Regions from separate parts of the Mus musculus genome. Here all the other regions are linked to region 2. A link is a contact called in public Hi-C data. All regions are on one chromosome and are shown on one strand. The core of a region is the stretch at or near the end of the contact, and the rest is flanking DNA. Distances in the headings are between cores, read along the strand shown.

The links. A called contact is a pair of places that touch in the nucleus more often than the background predicts.
Region 1: a contact with region 2 is called in a Hi-C map of embryonic fibroblasts, with 5 times the contacts expected there. The contact joins the enhancer-like site here to the promoter of Adra1d in region 2. A contact is called at or near these places in 4 of 39 promoter capture datasets (the 3T3-L1 cell line, 3T3-L1-derived adipocytes, embryonic stem cells and 1 more), 1 of 484 Hi-C or Micro-C datasets (embryonic fibroblasts), 1 of 115 datasets of contacts at active chromatin or transcription factors (pancreatic cancer cells) and 2 of 9 other capture datasets (adipose tissue and pancreatic islet).
Region 3: a contact with region 2 is called in a Hi-C map of embryonic fibroblasts, with 21 read pairs. The contact joins the enhancer-like site here to the promoter of Adra1d in region 2. A contact is called at or near these places in 21 of 39 promoter capture datasets (the 3T3-L1 cell line, 3T3-L1-derived adipocytes, the C10 cell line and 12 more), 6 of 484 Hi-C or Micro-C datasets (cerebellum, cerebral cortex, cumulus cells and 3 more), 4 of 115 datasets of contacts at active chromatin or transcription factors (SST interneurons, embryonic stem cells and vascular smooth muscle cells) and 1 of 9 other capture datasets (embryonic stem cells).

The regions. Positions count from the first base shown.
Region 1 is chr2:131,421,353-131,424,754 of GRCm38.p6, forward strand. No RefSeq gene overlaps it. Among named protein-coding and RNA genes, the nearest start is that of Smox, 69 kb to the right of the region's middle. Within about 2 kb of position 1,924, at least 188 of the 459 cell types and tissues checked have an H3K27ac peak or open chromatin away from gene starts, as enhancers often do. A contact at or near this core is called in 3T3-L1-derived adipocytes, adipose tissue, embryonic fibroblasts and 2 more, where this site is marked.
Region 2 is chr2:131,560,928-131,564,191 of GRCm38.p6, forward strand. Adra1d (adrenergic receptor, alpha 1d) reads right to left here and starts at 1,570. Exons shown (of 2, transcript NM_013460.5): 1 at 149-1,570. The coding sequence starts at 1,241. It overlaps Gm14285 (a long non-coding RNA gene), which reads left to right and starts at 849. Exons shown (of 3, transcript XR_374988.3): 1 at 849-933; 2 at 1,762-1,867; 3 at 2,020-3,264.
Region 3 is chr2:131,715,306-131,718,723 of GRCm38.p6, forward strand. No RefSeq gene overlaps it. Among named protein-coding and RNA genes, the nearest start is that of Gm30986, 23 kb to the right of the region's middle. Within about 2 kb of position 1,911, at least 11 of the 459 cell types and tissues checked have an H3K27ac peak or open chromatin away from gene starts, as enhancers often do. A contact at or near this core is called in embryonic fibroblasts, where this site is marked.

The sequences.
Region 1 (3,402 bases), core at 674-3,173, 140 kb before region 2:
CACACACTCCAATATCTCCTACATCACCAAGTCAATTTGGTTTCACCTGAAAGAACACTCTCCACACTGCTAGCGCCTTGTCCCACGTGCTCCATTGGGTCTGTCAACAGCAAAGCCTGGCTGGCGGAGATTTTAGCTGGAAGGACATTCCTGTTGTAACAGTGTTCTTTAAGTTAATGCAAATCAAAGCCAATGAGATTTCATCTTACCTCAGAATGGCTATTACCAAGAAAACAAAGGACCACAAACGCTGGGAATGATGGGAGTTGGGGAAGTGATTCTTATATGTAGTTGGTGGGTCTGCAGATTAGACCCCATATATAGAAATTAGAAGTTCCTCAAAACAAAACAGACTGGACTATTTATATGATCCAGTTCTACCATTTCTGGGTGTGTACCCAAAAGACTCAAACTCAGTTTGCCATATAGACACCTGCACACTAGTGCTTGTGAGATATTATTCACAATACAAGGTTATGGCATCAACCTGGGAAATGTGGTGTATATACACTGTGAATTCTACTCAGCAATAAAGAAGAACAAGACAACACCAGTGAGGTGGCTCAGCAGGTAAGAGCCCTTGCCAGGGAAGCCTGTCAGATGGAGTCTATGCCTGGATGGCATGGTGGAAGGACAGAAGACATCAAAGTTGTCTTCTGACTTCCTCATCACATCTCTCTCTCTCTCTCTCTCTCTCTCTCTCTCACACACACACACACACACAGAGTAATAATAATACAAAAAAGGACAAAAATAATTTCAAGAAAATGGATGGAACTTGTTCTTCATATTATGTGAAAACCAGACTCAGAAAGATACATGGCATGCTTACTCTCTAACAGGAGACTCAGCAGGGGGAAGGAAGGAAGAAAGAGGTGGGACCATCAAGGGCGTGAGTGAAGGGAGGGGACATGGTAAGAAAGGGTAACAAGAGCCTATCTTCAAAGTGCCTTATGTGCGTGTGTAAAAAAAAGTCACATAAAGTCTATTGCTTTGTACAATTACTATCCATTAGTTTAAAAAAGGAGGAATCACAATCCCTTTTTGGTCGAAGTGATAAGATGGTGAGAATGTGTCCTTTGCATTTTCGCAAAACTGTAAAAAGAAAGTCTAGGTCTCTGGGGGAAAAGAAATCAGTCAATAATCAAAGCAAGGCAGTGTCAAAACACTTGTGATGTCAGCTTCCAGGAAGCTGAGGCAAGAGGTCTGTGAGTTCTAGGCTACATAGCAAGCCTGGGCTATTGGGATACACTGTTGGGATACCTTTGTGTGTTTCTGGATTCTATTAATTCTGCAGAGGCAGAGAGCTAAATACTAGCTGCAGCTTGGTGTTATTACTTCTATGGCCCCTCACCGGTCTTATATTTTGTAAGTAGTTGTTATTCCTCACTGGCCTAAGGCAATCTAGAATTGTATCTGCTTGGCTGTAATAAAAATCTGACGGCTAATAACTGGGCAGGAAGTGGAGGGTGGGTCTTCTGGGCAGAGAGAGGGACGCTGGGAGAAGAAATGAGACTCAGGAGATTCTCCAGCAAACTTGGAGGTGGACTTTTGTCAGGCGAGATTAGCATCTGAGCAGACCCTATAATCACAAACGTTCTCAATAGGTCCACTAGGAGTCAGTAGAGACTTCCTCTCCGGTTACTCTCACTTGGGTTCCCAGATGTGGGCGGGGTTGGAGGACTAAGGTGACTGAGGAGAAAGGGGGCCCTGGAATATATCAAAGGGTACCCTCATCTTTGCAAGCAAGAGTTTGTCGGCCCAAGGAACCAAAAAGAACGTGGAATGGAGAGAGTGAAGGGAGAAGCAACCGGGTGAGGCTGGAGGAGCAGGAAGGCAGCAGACAGTGGAGGACTGGAGGGGCGGGGCTCGGACCTTAAGCGCAATGCCGGCACTCTCGGGGTGTTCAGGGTCACAGTCAAATGCTGTGGTCAAAGATTTCTAATTGTAAGGTGCAGCTTGGAAGCAGAAAGTTCACATTTGGGAGCCGGAGTGAGCATAATCAGAAAGGAGGCTCTACTGCCTCCTAGTGGACATTTTGAGATCATTGGTGATTTTGCATTTTTTTTATCTTGCTATGAAATAATAGGGGGAGCCCTATTATTTCATAGCAGAGACTAGTTTTGATGACCTGTGTTCTTTTTGTTTATTTTTTCATTTACCACAATTTTAAGTTATATTGTTCATATGTTTCTTCTATATCTCCCTGCAATATGTTCTCTCTTCATATAGTTCTGTCTGAAGTGGCTTCCAAAAAAAGTTCTTGAGTTAAATGCCTGGCTCTAAAAGCACAAAACCTTTGGGAGACTGGACCTAGGTGAAGGAAACTAGGTCACCGGGGACATGACCTCATAGGGGGTTATTAAGACTCAGACTTGCTATTTCCTGGATGCCATGTAAGGAGCAGGCCTCCTTTATGACGCTCTCCTGCTGTGATACAAGGATCTGACTCACCCACCCCAACAGAGTTAAGCAACCCTGAACTGAAATTGCTGAAGTCACGCAACAAACCAACCAAAAAACCGCTTTCTTCCTTCCGCGTGATTTATTCCAGGTATTGGTTATTGAAACAGAGAACTGACTGACAAACTTGCTAAAGGCAATATTCATAGTTGTAAACCCTGACGTATAAAGAGTTATTCTTCTAAACGGTATGCGTCAGTTAGGAGAATGGTTAGCTGCAGGCAACAAAAACATCTGATGGGAAATGTAAATGAGGAAAATACCTAAAAAAAAAAAAAAAAAAAAACCAAAAAAACCAAAAAACCAAAAAAACCAAAAACCAAAAAAACATCTGATGAGATGGCATTGAAAAACGTAAGTTTTTTTTTTTTCTCTTTTTGCTACCTGAAGAAATCCAGCTGTTAAAAATTGCCAGCCTGGTGTGGTTTTACGGTGGCAGTGGCATCAGGCACCCAGGCTGTCTCTATTTCTGCTTCATTATCCTGCCATGTTGATGTTGTCCCCACATGTGTTATCTCATGGCTGTAGCATCACTAGTCCAGATCCAGGCATCATGTCCAAGGGAGAACTGGAGGAATGAACAAGGGTGGTGCCAATCTCGTCTTCTATAGAAGAAAGAAGTATCCCAGGAGCGGCTGCACACATTGCTCCTGTGCCACTGCACACATTGACCTGTGCCTCGTCCAGAATTGTGTCCGAGGTTTTGGCTTCAAAGGAAGTTGGGAAAAAGTCCTTGTTTAAAGAAAACAATAAACATGAGTTGGTTTACTTTTTATTTTATGTGTATGAGTGTGTATTTTGCCAGTACTAAGTAAGTACACTGAATATGTGCCTGATGCTCTTAGAAGCCAGGAGGGAGCACTGGAGTTATAAGCTGCCTTGTGGATGAGAATGTGAAGACCTGAACCTGGGTCTTCTTCCAGAGCAGCTGCTGTGACT
Region 2 (3,264 bases), core at 320-2,819:
GTATCAAGAACCCCTCGGGCGCGCTCTCTCTCTCTCTAGTAAGAGAACAGGAAGTTGATAAACTTCCACAGTTAGGTTGTGGGTCATCTAAGCTTTCCAGGTAAGGACCGCCCAGAGGGGAAGGGTCTAAAGTGAGGGAATCACTCACCCAGAGGCAGGACGAAGAAAAAGGGGAACCAGCACAGGACGAAGACACCCACGACGATGGCTAGGGTCTTGGCAGCCTTTTTCTCGCGGGAAAACTTGAGCAGCCTTACGGAGAGCGAGCTGCGCAAGGTGTGCCCCTTGCTACTCTGTGTCCCTGGATTTCCTTTGGCGCTAGTGGCTGCGCCGCGACAGTGGATCCTCAGAACCACCTCAGAGGCCTTGCCCGGCTCCCTCTTGATGCCCGCCTCGAGGCTGCGCGTGGTGCTGCGCGCGACCACATACACGCGGCAGTACATGACCACGATCACTGCCATGGGGAGGTAGAAGGAGCATACGGAAGAGAAGATCGCATAGCCCACCTCCTCGGTGATGCCGCAGAAACGCTCATCCGGGGGCACTGGTTCCTTCCAACCTAGTAGCGGTCCCACAGATACCACCAAGGCCACCGCCCAGAGCAGAGCCAGAATGGCAGCGGCCTTGCGTTCTGTCATAATGGCTGGATACTTGAGCGAGTGGCGCACACCCACGTACCGGTCCACAGAGATGGTGCAGAGGCTAAGGATGGAGGCAGTGCAGCATAGCACGTCCACCGCGGCCCATACGTCGCAGAAGGTCCGGCCGAAGGCCCAGAAGCCTAGAACCTCCATAGTGGCTGAGAAGGGCAACACAGCTGCACTCAGTAGCAGGTCAGCCACTGCTAGGTTCACGATGAAATAGTTGGTGACCGTCTGCAAGTGGCGGTTGCAGGCCACGGAGAGGATGACGAGAAGGTTGCCCGCCACAGCGGTGAGGATGAAGGCGGCTAGGAAGACACCCACTCCCACGCCCTGAGCACTCACCACTAGCCCCCCGACGGCCGCCGAGCCATTCACCTCGCCGCTTGCCGCGGCCCCCGCTTCTGCCGTGGAGCTCTGGTTGTCCTCGCCGCTGCCGGTTCCCACCACAGCGCTACCGCCTGTGGCACCCGGCACGCCGCCCACCGCCGGACCCTCGGGGCCAACCGTGCCAGCTCCGCCGCCCGCGCCGGAGCCCCCAGTGCTACTGCTCGCCCGGGGTCCTTCGAAAGTGACGCTCAGGATGTCGCGGAAAGTCATCTCACGGCGCAGCCGTCGGGGCCCGAGCCCAGGCACAGGGCGAGCAAGTGGCGGGGAGGGAGCCCGCGGGCATCGCCGCAGCGCCCGAGCCAGCCCCGCGCGCCGGTCCCGTCGGTCCTGCCCAAGTTCCCGCGGCAGAGGGGCCGCAGGGGAGCGGTGCTGCAGGGAGAGCGGGGCGGAGGTCACCAGGCCGTGAAGGTCCCAACGGGAACGGGCTCTGGCGGTGGCTGCAGAGTCACAAGAAAACAAGGGCCGGGGCCGGCTCCCTGCTCCCTGCTCCCCTCTCCAAGCGTGTCCTGGCGAGCGGTGGCTCCTCCGGGAGCGTCAGTGCAGGCGGCGGCCTCTGCAGCGCAGGGGACTCTGCGCGGGGGCGGGACGGAGGAGGGGCGGCGGGGAGGGAGGAGGGGGCGGCCGGCGCGAGCCAGCGAAGGGGCTCCGCGCGTCCAGCGGCTGCGGGGGTCCTCGCCGGTGCTCACGACCGTCCTCTGCCCTAGCTGTCCCCTTATCCTCCTTTCCTCAGCTCTCCTGCACCCCGGCTTTTGCCCCAGCGCTCCTCGCTGCCTCCCTTCCTCTCTCTGGACTTGCGGTCACTCTCTGCTTGCCCTTGCCCTAGCGGAGCATACAAGGTGCGATTCCCCGGGACTCCGGGCTCCCGGCTTCTGCCGCCAGAGAGCAGCAAGAGCCCAGGATCTGTGGGTTCAGGGCTGGATGATTTAAAAAAAACGCTGCCACTTGAGAACGTCTGGATGCGGTTTGATGCCCCTCCTCTTTTTTCTAGGGCAACTGGCCAGCCCAAGATCTCAAAACCCACTATGGTGCGATGGTGGCATTGAGACAGCCCTGAAGGGGTCAAGATGCTTGGGCGCGGGTTGAAGATGGGCGTGACTGGCGTGAGACCAGATGGTGTGGTCACAGCCCTAGGACTTTGCCCGTACTCTGAATAATACCAACTTTGGCCCTGCAACTCTACTCTGCATCAGAAGTCAGAATAAATCTTCCTGTTGCTACTCGAAGTACTCGGGACTCCCTCTGGGCAGAAAAGGTCACGTTCTGGAGGGTGGGAAAGGTTACTGCAGGGTGCTTAACAGGGAGGGAGCAGAGTAGCTTGCCTCCACCATTCAGGCTCCGGCGTCTTGTGCCTCGGTTCCCCACATGTGAAAACGAGAGTAAGATTCACTGTGTTAGCAGCGCCACCAAAGTAGTGCCCATACTTCTCAGAAGAGTGGAGAATAGTGGGGTAAAGCCTGAACACGAAGAACAGAGGGGAGAGGGGACGGGGCTGTGCTAGGAAGCAGGGACGCAAGGGAAAGAGAAGGGAGGGAGGAGGACCAATAGGGAGAGACACAATGCCACTGGACCACCCCAGGCAACTGTACTTACATGGTGCACATAAACTGGCCTCCTCAGGCAACTGTACTTACATGGTGCACATAAACTCATGTAGGCACACACATGATGTGCGCGAGCACACACACACACAAGTGCAGGCACAAATACATCTTCAAAACACTACCTTTCATTCTTCATCATTTCTTCCTTTCCTTGACTTGGCTTATGGAAGCGAGGCCATAGAGATGCGGGAGGATGCTCTGAAAATGTCATGTGCATGTCCTTGGTGCCTGGTTTATTCCTTGTTGCAGATGGTGGGATGGTAGAAGCAATGAAAGCCTCAGTTGTGTTGTGACATGAGCTTTCTTCTTCTCCCATCCTGCAGACCATTCACTGAACTCGATCCACAAGAGCTGAGCCCTTGGCAGGCAAAGTATGACTTATACACACACTGCCTTCCTAAGGCAGATATTCTGATAGGAGCTTGTACCTGGGGAGTGAATACTGGAATTGTCTTACTGTAGGGTCTTCAGCAATTCTTACTGTAGGGTCTTCAGCAACTCTCTGGGACCATTGCCTTCTTTACAGCTGAGGGCAAATGGAATTGGAATAGAACAGAATAAAGCAGTGGGATTCTGGCTTCAAAGCAAGACTTCAAACCAGCATCTTAGAGAAGTGTTGGCTGGATTGGGGC
Region 3 (3,418 bases), core at 661-3,160, 150 kb after region 2:
GGTACCTTTATGAATGGATAATGCTTCTCTTAGAAGCCATGAACTATTTAAGAGAAATCTCAAACCAGTTATAGCACACCACCCAATAAGTTCTTGACCAGGGAGGCTCCAGAAGCCTCTAAAACAATATGGGCTATTGTTCTTGCTCTCAATTGCCCACCAGAACCTGATGGTAAGACCCTATTGCCGAAGACACAACATATGTTGGCCATAAGACATAGAGACATCAAGCTGGAGCTGAGCTGCAAGGTTCCTCCCTGCTGGCTATCTTCCATGGGGCCAGATTGCGCTATGTAGACTGCTGAGGGAGAAAGGCATCAACAGTTTTGTAAGAAAGTAATATTAGAATCTAGCCACTGCTCAGGCCACAACGCTTTGCAGCAGCTCTTTCACAGATACTGACAGGCACCCTAGTAGGTGCAATCTGAGAGTCCTAGCTAACAGACTTCCCAGTGCCAGGATCTCTCTCTCTGGGAAGTGAATTAACATCATACGTGGTGTTGATGACATATCCTATCTCCCAGCCCATTCCCTGGCTCCTTCTTGGGAATCAGACAACCTAGCTGTGAAACCTCCCCCATACTTAAGAAGGCACAAAAAAAGAGACCCTGCTTTTACCTGGCAAACTCATTTCCCTCCTCAGATATCTCACCATGCTGTCTATAGCTGGTGCTGGGGCCTGAACTCTCCTTGAAGCCCCTGTCATACTGCTGGCCCTCTATCTGACATAGTATTAGTAATTTTTCTAATATATCTCTGCCCTTATTCCCCAGCAATATATCTCAGCGTCCCTCTTGAAATTGCCCCAGCCTTGAAACCTTTCAAATCTTACCCAGCTATAAATTCTGTAAGGCAAGATCTTCTCTCTAGTGCAACAGTGGCATGAGTGTTATGGGGCAAACCAGCTGTTTTCTGATTGGATTTGAGGCCTCCTCCACAAGAGGGAACCCTGATCTAGTTCTACACACTTGGCAAGACCCTATGCTTAAGGAAGTCATGGATTTCATGAGAACCTACTGGTATTATTTTGCTACATTGCCACACTACATTTTGTCACAATGTCACACTACTTCATAAATAGCCATACTTAAATCCATAGATTTATGCTGTACCCAGCCCTTCATCAGGGAAACTTTCTTACTACAGCAGGTGTAGTAAGAAATATTAATGCAGAAACCAATAATTGGTCAAAGTGCTGAAAATAAATGATAGTGGGATGCTTGTCCTTAAATAAAACAGTTGTAATCCCTCATGAGGCACAGGGAACATCGCAAACAGGGAGAAGAAAGGATGTAAGGGCCAGAGTACAAAGAAATGTGCAGGAAAAATATGTCCCAGAGCTGAGTATAGTGGCACTTGCCTTTAAAGCCAATACCTGGTAGGCAAGGCAGGCTTATCTCTGTGAGTTTGAGGCCAGCCTGGTTCCAGGATACCCAGAGCTGTGTAGAGAAACCTTGTTTCAATTTTTTTAAGCTATCAGTGGCTATGAGATAGTCATTGCACTTATGAACACATACAGCTGTGGTTATCTACGCGAGATCCACACGAGACTGAGTCTGTCACCATTTCATCCTGCTGTCCCCTTAAGGGATTATTGACAATCCACAGTTGTTAGGAAAGGGGATGTCTTCTTTAGTGAAATAACTACTGACAAGTTGCCCCCGTACCAGTGAATAACCTCCTACCTGTGCTCAGGCTAGACACTACGCTTAGTGGACTACACACAAGCAGAAGCCACACAGGAGTGTGGTGGGAAGATTTGTGAGGAAGTGTTGCAGTGGGAGGAGGGAGGGGATCAGAGTGGAGTGACGGAAATATCCTACACAAATGTCCTATATAACTCTCTCTGTCAAACAATAACACCTTTTCATGAATAAGCCTGAGTCAACGCAGAAAATGTACAGCAGTCAGATGGTTTCTTTTAATATTCCTACTAAATTCCTAAAGAATTGGTCATCACAAAATTATTTTCACTATTCCAGAATGCATAAAAGAAAAAAATTGTCATAAATGTTTTATGTTGAAATTATATGTGCTCGTTGAGTGGGAGTGTGGTATGGTGTGCATGTGAGGGTGATGCCCATCAGGGCCAAAGGAGGACACTGGCTCCTCTGGACTGTGGGCTATCTGATATGGGTGCTGGGACCCAAACTTGGGGCCTCTGCAAGAGCAGTGTACTGTTAGCCATCAAGTCATCTCTATAGGCCCCATATTATTTTTATAACTGACAACTGCCATTCTCCTTCCCCCACCATGGGCTGCAGCCTTAAACAGTGAGGAAAATAAGCTCCTCCCCCTCTCAGCTGCTTTTGATGAAAACAGCAGAAAGAAACTGTTCGGGCAGTGTAGGGCAGCGACTTCAAAACAAGCATTTCTACTCCTTGTCCTTGATAACTTCTTTTGTCTTTCCCGGAAGCTGAAAATGTTCTTGTCCTTATTAGCGGCTCTGGTTTTGGCTGGAGGCCAGAAATGCTAGAAACATTTAGGACTGCTTCATAATCTGATTTCTTGTTATTCTCTCTCCTTTTATATAGCCCCCTAATGAGAGCATACCTGTAAACTATGCATGACCATAGACTTCGTTGGCTCTGAATATGTGTGTGACACTCCAGTTTAGCCACCTGGATAGAGCATTTCTTAGTTACTTTTGTATTGACATGGAAAGATGCCATGGCCAAGGCAACTAATAGAAGAAAGAGTTTATTTGGGGTTTATGGTTTCAGATGGTTAGAGCCTATGACCATCATGTGGGGAGCATGGCAGCAGGCAAACAGGCATCACGCTGGAGCAGTAGCTGAGAGTTCACATCTTGATCCACAAGTAGGAGGTAGAGAGAGCTAACTTGGAATGGAATGGACTTTTGAAACATCAAACTCACCTGCAATGACACACCTGCTCCAATGAAGCCACACCTCCTAACCCTTCTCAAACCGTTCTACCAGCTAAAGATCACGTATTCAAATACAGGAGCCTCTTGAGGCCATTCGAATTCAGACCACCACAGAGAGGAACAGGAACAGCTCATGGGCAGGCCAACTGGACTGATAAACTAACTCCCTATGCCTCAACCCAGAAAAGCCTTGTAAACAGAGACCCTTGGAGGCAACTTTGAGACGGAACCACTCCTATTATATGGAGCTCTGCCTGCTTGCTTTCTCTTAGACTCATTCCTATGATGGGAGTCCTTTTTAAGTCTTTCTGCTGCTCATGAGATCTATTCTTTGAGTTCAGAGACAAAGGACCTGGAAGCCATTGATCTGCTGACCATTGATTTTCTGTGACCATAAACCCCTGGGTTAGTCTTACCTAAGACAAGAAAATCTCTGTCACACTCAATGATAGCCTTCCCCGTTTTTGTCCATTTTACTCTTCACAGGTATTTTGTCTGAGCAATGAGAAAAGTAATCAATACATGTGC